Regions from separate parts of the Mus musculus genome. Here region 1 is linked to region 2. Evidence: chromatin contacts called from public Hi-C data. All regions are on one chromosome and are shown on one strand. Each heading gives the region's core, a stretch centred on a gene start, on an enhancer-like site or on the middle of the called end of the contact. The rest is flanking DNA. Distances are from core to core; before and after follow the strand shown.

The links. A called contact is a pair of places that touch in the nucleus more often than the background predicts.
Region 1: a Hi-C map of the HPC-7 cell line shows a contact between it and region 2, with 3 times the contacts expected there. The contact joins two enhancer-like sites. A contact is called at or near these places in 4 of 39 promoter capture datasets (fetal liver, hippocampal neurons, liver and 1 more), 2 of 484 Hi-C or Micro-C datasets (the HPC-7 cell line and colorectal tumor organoids), 1 of 115 datasets of contacts at active chromatin or transcription factors (stem cell-derived neural progenitor cells) and 2 of 9 other capture datasets (embryonic stem cells and macrophages).

Annotation. Positions count from the first base shown.
Region 1 is chr11:4,717,461-4,722,724 of GRCm38.p6, forward strand. It overlaps Zmat5 (zinc finger, matrin type 5), which reads left to right. Exons shown (of 6, transcript NM_026015.3): 2 at 4,898-5,051. The coding sequence starts at 4,925. Among named protein-coding and RNA genes, the nearest start is that of Zmat5, 15 kb to the left of the region's middle. Within about 2 kb of position 2,356, at least 16 of the 459 cell types and tissues checked have an H3K27ac peak or open chromatin away from gene starts, as enhancers often do. A contact at or near this core is called in the HPC-7 cell line, where this site is marked.
Region 2 is chr11:4,191,878-4,197,062 of GRCm38.p6, forward strand. All of the region lies in intron 1 of Tbc1d10a (TBC1 domain family, member 10a), which reads left to right. Among named protein-coding and RNA genes, the nearest start is that of Tbc1d10a, 7.6 kb to the left of the region's middle. Within about 2 kb of position 3,879, at least 124 of the 459 cell types and tissues checked have an H3K27ac peak or open chromatin away from gene starts, as enhancers often do. A contact at or near this core is called in the HPC-7 cell line, where this site is marked.

The DNA.
Region 1 (5,264 bases), core at 1,106-3,605, 520 kb after region 2:
ATGCAGACAAAGCACTCAAACACATAAAAATAAACTAACAAAAAGGATTTTAAAGAATGAAAGCAAGATGCCAGCATTCCTGAATCAAATCTAAAGCTGTTTCCCTTCACCCACCCCTCTGTGTGTTTTCCTCTTCCTGTACCTATATGGGTAGAGGTTGGTCATTCTTCGAGCCTGGAGGACTGAAGCCAGGTACAGTGACACAGCCAGGACAGACTTAGGTGCTATGGGCAGTGCACAACAGAACAGGTCAGAGCTCTGCAGGAGTCGGCTCTCCTGTGGCAGTGGCTGGGTACAATGAGAGTCCTACCTGCTTGGCTTTTCCAACAGGGAAGGTAATGGCACCAGGCAAGTTGGAGGGAGGGCCTGGCTCTGCACCACTCACTATGCAGGCACTATGATCTTGGCGATTAGGAGCAAGGGTGGGTTAGACAGAGTTCTTTGCCCTTGAGCCTGTGTTCTGTGAAGGAACGTGGTCCACAAGAGAATAACCCTGCATGCAAAATGAGATATCAGCCTCCTCTACCATTGAATTTGACTGTAGTTTTCAAAAAGTAGCCTTGTGTGGTGGCACAGGTGCACTCCTTTAATCCTGGCACTCAGGAGGCAGAGGCAGGTAGATCTCTGAGTTTGAGGCTAACCTCATCTACAAAGTGAGTTCCAGGACAACCAGGATTACACAGATAAAGTGTGTCTCAAAACACAAAGTACTGAATATGTATATTTTTGACATTCCCTAAACAATTCAATAAAATGACTGTATCCATAACATTTATAATTACTGGATATTATAAATACTCTCAAAAGGATTTAAAATATACAAGAGGCTGTATGTGAGTTAGATTTAAATTCTGTGGAATTTTATATAACGGATGAACCAATTGAGGTGATATCCACGAGGGTCCTGGAATCCATCACTTGTGGATGCCGAAAGCCTTCAGCAGCTTAGCTGTGGGATCCTGGCTTTATAGCTAAGGACACACTCGGTACATGAAATAACTTTGCAGAGGTCATTAGCATTAGAATCTGCTATATGGTCCCAGAGAGTGTCTCACTATCTTAAGCATTGTTCCTTAGCCATGAATAGCCAGCCCTGGCATCTGGTCAAATTCTGGGGAGTCAGCAGATAGCGTGGTAGCCATGGACGTGGTCCCTGGGAGTGGGCTGGTGGTAGCACCTGTGTTCCTGGTGGGGAATGGGGCTGGATCATCCTGTGTTCTGGACAGGGCCTAGCTCACACTGCTGAAGAGGAGGATGAATCATTTTGGAGAAGGCCAGCTTAGTCAGCACCCCATGCTGCTGTCTGTTCCCGTCATAGACACTCCAGCTGTCCCCCTTCAGATAGCTCAGGGTCAAGGAGCTCATGGTGCAGCTTGTGCTCTGTCCAAGGACGCCTGGCTGTGGCATGAGTGTTTCTGTTTACAGTGTGGCAAGATGCTGTACCTGGCTAAGAGGTTCTGCGGGCTGCCCCTCATGTGCCCAAGCCCTTAGCGGGAGGCAGTTGGATCAGGAACCTAGAACTTCTTGTCTGGACAGGTCACCTTGCTAAAGGCCAGCTCCTGCCAATGCATGGCTTTGAGCATCCGCTGTGGGGACAAGACAGAGAAAGAAGTGAGAAGCACTGGCATCTACTGTCCCCCCCCCCCCCCCGACAGTGAAGGCTGTGGGCAAGTATAGCGTGGGAGTCTGCTCTGTCCGCTCTCTGTGCTGTGGACTCTATAGTAGCTGCCTGGTTCTCTCTTAGACTCACTTGCCTTATCTGGAATGTAAACTGGCTAACTCAGGGGTCACCTGAACACTGATGTCCAGTTTCAGCAGGCCTGTAATAATGACAATACTGACAGGCAGGGATTTATGACGGTTTATATGGATTTGGTGCTGTGTTTGGTGCAAACATGAATGCTCTGATGCTCACAGCTACCCATGGGCCACTCCTAATTTAACATCCCTGTTTGCACAGGAAACGGAGTCAGAAGGCAAATGACTGTTCAGACCAGAGCTAGGAAGCAGAAGGCCTGGATTTAAACTTAGACTTGAACTCTGGAGCCCAGCCCTTGCCCCAAATACTCTTCCTAGAAACTAGGATAGCAGGGTCTGGGGCCCAGTGCCATCCCAACAGTGACAGTTGAGTAAGTGGCACTGCTGTGGGTACCTTATCTCGCCAACAAATTTTAGACTACAGAGGCCCTTCAGAGATCACCTGGTTCGACCACCCTCCTGCCACTGAACAATGGGGCCCTAAGAGGGCAAGTGACAGCCCCAGCTTCACCTGACACAGCTGTACACTTCTCTGGGGTAGCCAGAGGAGGATACAGATGGTCAGCTTTGGCTCTTTGCTGAGGTTCATGAAGGAGGTCTGCTACCATGTATGTGTGTATGGGGGAGGGGCCACATAAACAGAGCCCAGCCCCACTGGGGCTTATTTGGTTTCTACTGTGGCTGAACAGGCAGGCAAAGAGGCACATGGCCTAGATTTCCTCCTTGGCTAATGTTTGCAATGGTATAAATAGAGGCTTCCCTACTCTGAACATGTTCTGTGACCAGGGCACATGGTGGTACCTCTTTAATCCTCAGTGTCTCATTCATAAGTAGGTTTTAATACATATGTGTTGGGTTTCAGAGGGGCCAGCGTGGTATGGGGTGGTATGGGGTGGGGTGAGTCAGCAGACCCAGCTCAGCTGCCTTCTCCTGGTGTGACCGTGACTGAGTGACTATCCCTTTGGGGCCTCAGTGGCCTTGTCCTGAGTCTCACGGCGTCCCTGGCAGGCCTTGCCAAGGGTGCATGCGTGTGAAGGATGCATGTAAAGCTCTTAGCTCAGGACCACAGCTCCGGTGGCCCGCCCTGAGCACGTGCTTCAGACGGAGCATGAGGGGTAGTTTCAGTTCATAATCATTTTATTTATGGTGCTAGCGATTGAACCCACTGCCACATGCACACTAGGCACGAGCTCTGCCACTGAGCTGCAGCCTAGCCTTAACATGCAGATGTGCATTCGCATGTTTCTCTCTACTGCTCCTGAAACAAGGCTCACTGTTCTTATCCACTGCCTCATAATCACGTGGTAAAAGATATGGGTCAAGAAGGGACAGTGACTCGCACAAGGTCACACAGCTGCTTTCTCAGTCCAGCTCAGTCTGTTGCAAAGCCACTGTTCCACTTCACGTCAGTCTCCCAGAGGGATACCTTCCCCCGCCCCTCCTTTTCCCATTACTCTCCGGAGCCAGCAGCTCCTTGGAGCTTCAAGCTTCGTGAATGGCTTGGTTAAGCACTCGGCCGTTAAGCGTTCATCTCTTACAATTTCAATCCAATTCCTATAAGTTTATTGGCAAGATGGGGTGTATTAGAGCTGCCAAATTTAATAGATCAAATCCTCGTGTCTGGGATGCAGTTTCTTGGAAGTAATGGGAGAAGAGAGGTTTTATACGTTTTCATTTGGAATGACTAGCTGTTCCTGATCCCATTACAGCCCCTGACTTAATGGCTGTCATCCCTGTCTGCTGCAGGAGCAACTTTCTCCATCAGCCCGCTTGGCTGCCTGAACCATCCAGGGCAATTGTTTGTCTCTCCTTCTCTCCCCAGTCCCTCCCTCCTGAGGTGTGTTCCCCCATCTGTTTGCTCTGTGGATTGGCTCCCAGAGTCAGCCTTGTTTGCCAGGTACTTGGCAGTCTAGGGCTTTGGCTACTTCTCCAGGCAGCCACCTTGTACCTCAAGGAAGTTGTTCCCATCTTCCTGGGGGCCTCAGGACCCTGCTCTGTCACGTGAGGTTGCTCTAGCCTCGCTCCGCCTTTGCCAGTCCCTCTGGGTGGCTCCCGGTGTGCTTGACTGTTAGAGGCAGAGAATCACTACCCACCTTGGGCTCCAGATTCCTGGCATGGGAATGGTGGCTGAGGGAACTGTTGCTGAGGGCCTTAAGACATTTCCATCTGATGCTGGCGGGGAGCCTCCTCCCCCAAGATTCAGTAGTCTCCTCAGGAAGCTGTCAGCACCTGCTGTGGAACTAGCTGGCTTCCCTGAGCACTGAGTGAGCTGTGGGAGAGAGGACACTTGGAAACAGAATTTTTAGGGGACCTGAATGTGCTTTCTGCTTGCCAGCTGTGTGATGTTAGGCAAACGGCTTCCTCCCTCTGAATCCCTCTTGTCCCAAAGAGAATGAGGTAACTCATTAATTTATTCTGCAAAGGCTTGATTGTCTACTCTATTCCAAGTACCATTCAGGTGCTGGGGCCCCTCAAAAACAGCAAACTCTACTTGTCTTTGTGGATTTATATTCTTGTTGGAGAAGAAAGACAGTAACATAACAAGTGATTTATTGCTCTAAAGGAGATAAGTGCTGTGAGGGAAAATAAAACGGAGTGGAAAACGGAGTGGCGAGAACTGAAGAGGCTCCCATGTACTCAGATACAGTGGTCATGGCAGATTACTAAGAAGGTGGCATTGGAGCAAAGATCAAAGGACGGAGTGCCCCCGGGGGACAGTATCTGAGGGACAGCATCCAGGCCCAAGGGCAGCAAGTACGAACACAAGAAGGCAGCCAAGTGTCTGGCATGTGAGAGGAGCAGAAAGAAGGCCTAAACGGGAGAGAACACAGGAGGTGGGCTTATGGTGATGGTCCTCCAGCATGCGCACTATGAGAATTACCTAGAAACTTAAAGGAATAAACCTCCAGACCTGGGCCTCATACGCTGCAGTTTAGCTGGGCTGGTCAGTGTTGGGGACTGCAGCAGAAGTGCAAGGTCCCTATGCCAGGAGGCCTGTTACTTCTAATGAGTGGTCGGCCCTGCAGGCCCTCCAGGAAGCAGGCCTGGCGTGCTGTGCTCAGTCGAGGGCCCTGTGCCCAGAGCTTTGGAGCATGAAGCTTTCTTCGATGGTCTGATCACATGTTTTGTGACTTTGCAGGGGCCCCAGCGTATAGTGGATGTGGCCATGGGGAAGCGGTACTTCTGTGACTACTGTGACCGCTCCTTCCAGGACAACCTCCACAACCGAAAGAAGCACCTGAATGGACTGCAGCACCTCAAGGCCAAGAAGGTGTGGTACGACATGTTCCGAGGTGTGTGCTCACGGGCGTGGAGGCCGGCTCCTGAGGCCTGCACCCCGGCCTTCCCTTTGTCACACAAGGATCACTTGAGGGACAGTCTGGGATGGACTGGTTTTCTTGCGTTTATTTTTATTTTATGTCTATAAGTGTTTGCTTTCATGTGTGCTTGGTGCCTGTGGAAGTCAGAGGTGTCAGGTGCTCTGCAGCTGCCGTGGATGGAGGAAC
Region 2 (5,185 bases), core at 2,629-5,128:
TTTCCCTTCCAGGTCGGTTCTGTGGAGGATCCTAGAAGGGGGAAAATTGGCCTGGCTGCCCCACTGGCAAACCAGCAGACTGGGTTAGAAGCTCCTTTACCCAGGGTTTTAGAGCAGCTGTCAAAACTTGGGTTTCTCTTTCCTCTTTCCTTTCTCCACTTTTCCTACCCTGACTCTACCCTGCTCTGTTCCTTGTCTGGCTCTTTAGAGGCTGGCACAGATTGGCTCTTTACTTCTGCTTAGGTGGTGAGGTAGTCAGCCGATGCAGCAGCCTGGGGAGCCAGCCAGCCAGCCAGAGACTTTGTTTTGCTAGCTTAGATACTTACGCAGTGAGATTGTTTCCCAGACCCTCTTTTGAGTGTCTACTCTGCCAGATGCTGTGATCGGGGCACGCTGAACAAGACCTCTCTGTCTTGTTGCCCTCAAGGACTTCAGACTGGTTGGAAGACAGAACCACAAACAAATCTTAGCAATGTTGAGTGATAAAGGCTGTAATTGAGGTGTGCAGCTGCTCTTAGAGTCAACAAGAGGAAGCAGCAGCTTTGCCTACAGGAGCCTATGAAGAAGTGCCATTTGATCCCAGCACTCAGAAGTGACAAGCAAGGTTTTTTCATTGAACAGAGGACTTATGTGCAACATTCCACCAAAAAGCCAGCTGTTAAAGAAGTTTAGTGTGCTAAGAGCAGAGGTGGCAGGCAGGATGGAAGCAAGGTTAGGCTTGGAAAAGAGGCTAGACAGACAGCCTTGAATGCCAGCCTGAGACCTGTGTTTTAGAGGAGTTAGTTGTTGAAGATGGCAGAAAGAGGACTTAGATCTCAGGTGATGAGAGTATCATGAGAATCCAAGATGGGCCAAAAGAGCTCTGGTAGGACTCTGAAGAAATCTATAGCCAATGGGAGGCAGAGCCTGGCAAATCATTTAGAGCTTGATCGTGACTAGCCCCGTGAGTGAGAGGTGGAAAGGCCTCTTACAGGGCCTATCCTAGAGTCCTTACAGTGGGCTGCTGCTGACTTAGCTATGTCATATCCCTAAGGTGCATAGCTTGGCTGGAATGCCCAGGGCACATGAAGGGGCTCTTTGTGTCTTTCTAGCTGGAGAGAGAGTTGGCTGACCTGACTGGGGGAGGCAGGATGCTAACACTGGGCTTTGTGGTTGCTGCCTGGTAAACAAATTGGATGGTAAGAAAAGCTGCAAGGAGAGCCAGGCTCCTCTCCAAGAGGCTCGGAGTGAGCCTGAGGACAAAGGAGTCCTACCTTAGGGAGCTACAGCAGCTAGACAGGGGATTTGGGGCTTTCAGAGTAGTGTAAACTGATCAAGGGGAGGCAAATGACAACCAAGGCCAGTTTGAGTTAATGGATTTCTTCTACCTGGTTTCTTGGCTGGAACCGGTGAGTACTGGACCTATGAGAAGCAAGCTCTAGGGGCACACCAAGTTTTAAGAGATTAGAGATTCTGGCTGGAAACATGGCTTTAGGCTCCCATATGGAGAAAGTACTCTTAACTAAGTACAGGGGTACTTGGTACCAGCTTCCCAATTGACTCCTATGGTTCATGGCTTAAGCAAGTCCCCTCATTCAGTTACAGGGCTACTTCCCAGCATTTACTATGTGTGTAGCCCTGGGTCAGCTTCTGTATAGAAAGCAGTCTTTCTTTCAAATGACTTAGAGTCTAACAGGGAAGTCATACATTAGACAAGTAGTTACAGGTGCAGCTGTGTACAAAGGATTGTGAGGCTCAAACAAGATAACTGGATTAAGAACACAGTACAAACAAAGGCCTCTGAGCAGGAACCAAGAGACCCAAGTCCTAGGCCTCCCTGAGCTACTAAGTATCTGTGTGACCTTGAGAAGGCTGCTTGGTTTTTCTAAGCCTCAGTTTCCCTGCAGAGAAACTAGAGCTCATCCATCTCAAACATTCTGAGAAATGACCTTGGAAAACTGTTTTGGTAGGTAGCCCAGGACAAGGGCTTACTGTGGCACATTCTGCAGAAACCAGTGCTTCCAGAATATTTTGTCCCTCTTGTGTAAGATGCCCCTTTGTGCACAGGACCAGTGGTCTTCATAGATGTGGAAATGTGATCAGATTGAGGGATGTTTTATCTCTTTGTTTTTTTCTATCAGATTTGTCTTTCTTAATCTAGTTATTTTTTAAAAGCTTTTAGTTTTTGAGATTATAATAGAATTACATTATTTTCTCTTTTCTCCCTTCAAACCATCACACATACCCCAACCCTTGTTCAAATTTTTGTCATTCGTGTGTGTGTGTGTGTGTGTGTTCCTAAATATAAAATAACCTGTTGTCAGTACAGTGTTATTTATATGTCTGTTTTCCAGGCTCACCGTTTGGTATTGGATAACTAAGAGGTGAGCTCTTGCCTGGGAAAGACTATTGCACTCTTCAGCATTTCTTAGTTGTCTGTGGTTCTTTGTATAGGGATGGGTCCCTGTGTGCTTTCCTTCTTCCTCATTAGCATGTCTCGCTGTCAGCGCCGTCCTTGTTCAGGTCATGTTTGACAGCATGTTGGTGATACTTCCTGGGTATTTATTTATTTTTGAGACAGTGTCTCGCTGTGTTTCCAGTGCTGACCTGGAACCCCTATGTAGACCAGAATGGCTTTGAGCTCAGGGAGTTCTGCCTGACTCTGTCTCCTGAGTGCTGGGATCAAAGGCCTGTATCACTACACTGGCCCATATCATCTTAGTCTTTGGTAGCAGTTACAGAAGTAATGGGAAAAAGTTATTTGGCTTTGTGTACAGACAGGAAAACTGACTGAGCAATGGATGAAACTAGGCCTGCTATCTGGGGTCCCAATTTTCCACCCTACTAAAGCTGATAGCTTGTGGTCTCTCTTCCCTCTTCCTGTCAGCCCAGCCTCAAATGCTTACTTGTCCTAATAGGTCTTCTGTGTTGTTTTGGTAGCTGAGTTGTCACAAGGAAGAGGGAAGCTCTTTCTTGTCTCGTGTACACACACACACACACACACACACACACACACACTCCCTTACATGTATCCTGAGATGAGACAGGTACAGCTGAGTGTGAGGAATCCAGAGAGGGAACCTAGATTCTGGAAGGTCCTCCTCCTCGGTGCATCTGGGTCCTGGTCACTGTATGGATACAGCAATCTTCCTACTCTGCCCTCTGGAAGATGCTTTTTTTTTTTTTTTCCTTCCTTTTTCCTCCCTGGCTTGACTTACAGGGAAGGACAACCTGGATGTGAATCTGGGAAAGCCCAAGTTTAAGACATCAGCAAATTTAGCTTCCAGTCTTCCTTCTGACACTTTGGAGGCATGTGGCTACCTTGAGTCCTTCAACAGGACATTGGTGGCATTGGAGACAGAGGTGTTAGGAGGAAGACATCTGAAAAGCATCCAATACATTATCTGTCACAGAGGAAGGGCTCTGTGTCCTTGGTGCATCATGGTGACTTTCATACTTTTACACATGTGTTTTTAAAATTTATTTTGGGGTTTTCAAGCCAGGGCTTCTCTGTGTAGTGCTGACTATCCTGGAACTTACTTTGTAGACCAGGGTAGTCTCAGAACTCAGAGATCCATCTTCCTCTGCTTCCCAAGTGCTAGGATTAAAGGCATATGTCACTACACCACAAGAGCCAGGCAGATCTCTGTGCGTTTGAAGCCAGCCTAGGCTTCATAGTGAGGCTGTCTTGAGGTACACACATACATAAAGTAGACTCAGCTCTCTCCTACTTTCTCCCTCTCTCATTTGGGCTTCTAATGCAGTTATAAAGAAGTAAGTACAGGCATGAAGATTCAGCTCCCCTCGTGTGCTCTGCTCACTCATCCCATGGTCTTGGGGCTAAGGCAGGAGAGCTCAGGAGCTCCCTGACCTACCAGAGCAAGTTGGGAATTCCCCATTAGTTCCTTATTGAGTCATTTGTAGCCAGGCCCTCTGACAGCCCTGCCTCTGGGACTGTTCTTTCTTCTCTGTGGCCTGTGAAGAAAAAGCAGAAGTGAGAGCAGAAGTCTCCTGAGAATTTCAGGACCAGTGTATGGTCACAGGGTTGTCTGGTCTTGTACCCTGCTAGTAGTCACCTGAGGAAGAGTCTGCCTCATGATTACCACCGGCACTGTTGCCACCAGCACGCTCCCTTGATGTGCCTTGTGATCCTTTGTCCTGGCTTCCCAGTACTTCCTAGGTGACCCTTCCATTCTCTCACCTTTGCAGTCATAATGCTATTTTACAGAGGAGCTCGCATGTAGCCCAGGCTGTCCCTCGCCTTCTCTCACTTATTTCTGTGAGATGTGCTTGTCAGTATCGCCCTGCTTTATGTCACCAGAAGCCTAATCCCAGATTGCTAAAGTGACTTGCAAAATGTCACACTGCTTGTGGGTTGGAGTCCATTGAGCTCTCTAGTCTTTTGGGATCAAAGCTTGTGTGCATCCAGCTGAGTAGACAACACTGAGTCCTGAAGTTGGGTAGCATAGTCAGAGAAGAGCAGAGGGTCTAGCCTCCCCCGCCAAGGCTTGCTTGCTGTAAACCCTAGGCAGCAGTTATGAAATTCAGATTGCTGAAAATCTGAGTTTTCTCATGTTTCAAGTGGGGTTGGTAATTGGAGAATGACTCTCATGGGCTTTGTTACCAGGGTTAAATGAAATGATATCAATTGGATACTGAGCAGTGGCTGATGCTTAGCAAGTGCCTGGGAAGCATTATCATGGACATGCAGTTAGTTAATTGAATAGGAGAGCTGTAATGTTGTAAAAGGCCACTTGAAGCACATCTGAGCTCAGCCCTCACAACCTACAGCTGCTGTAAGGCTGCAGAGGGAGTGCTCCTAAGTGTTTATCTGTCTTGTCTCAAGGCAGAGATCAATATTCCCAGCTTGTTGCTGAGAACTCAGGCCTGAGGTCACAACGCAAATCGGTCACCATGTGTTCATCAGGGGCCAGCCAGGTACCAGGAACTGTTCTTAGCCTGAGACACGTGGCGAAGAATGGCCTGATGGGGCTCTGGAGAAGCAGATCTCCTCGAGGAATGCTGCCTCAGCAGAGCGCAGGTCAGGTGGGGAGGCCCGACCTGCTCTGCTGGACCGCTCACATTCCCCACACAAGCCATGCCCTTCCTATTAGCTTGCACTTGCACATACCTTTTGCCTGGTATGTACTTTCCACTTCTCTCAGCCTAGCCACTACCTGTCAGCCTTCAAACCCCAGTTTAAAAG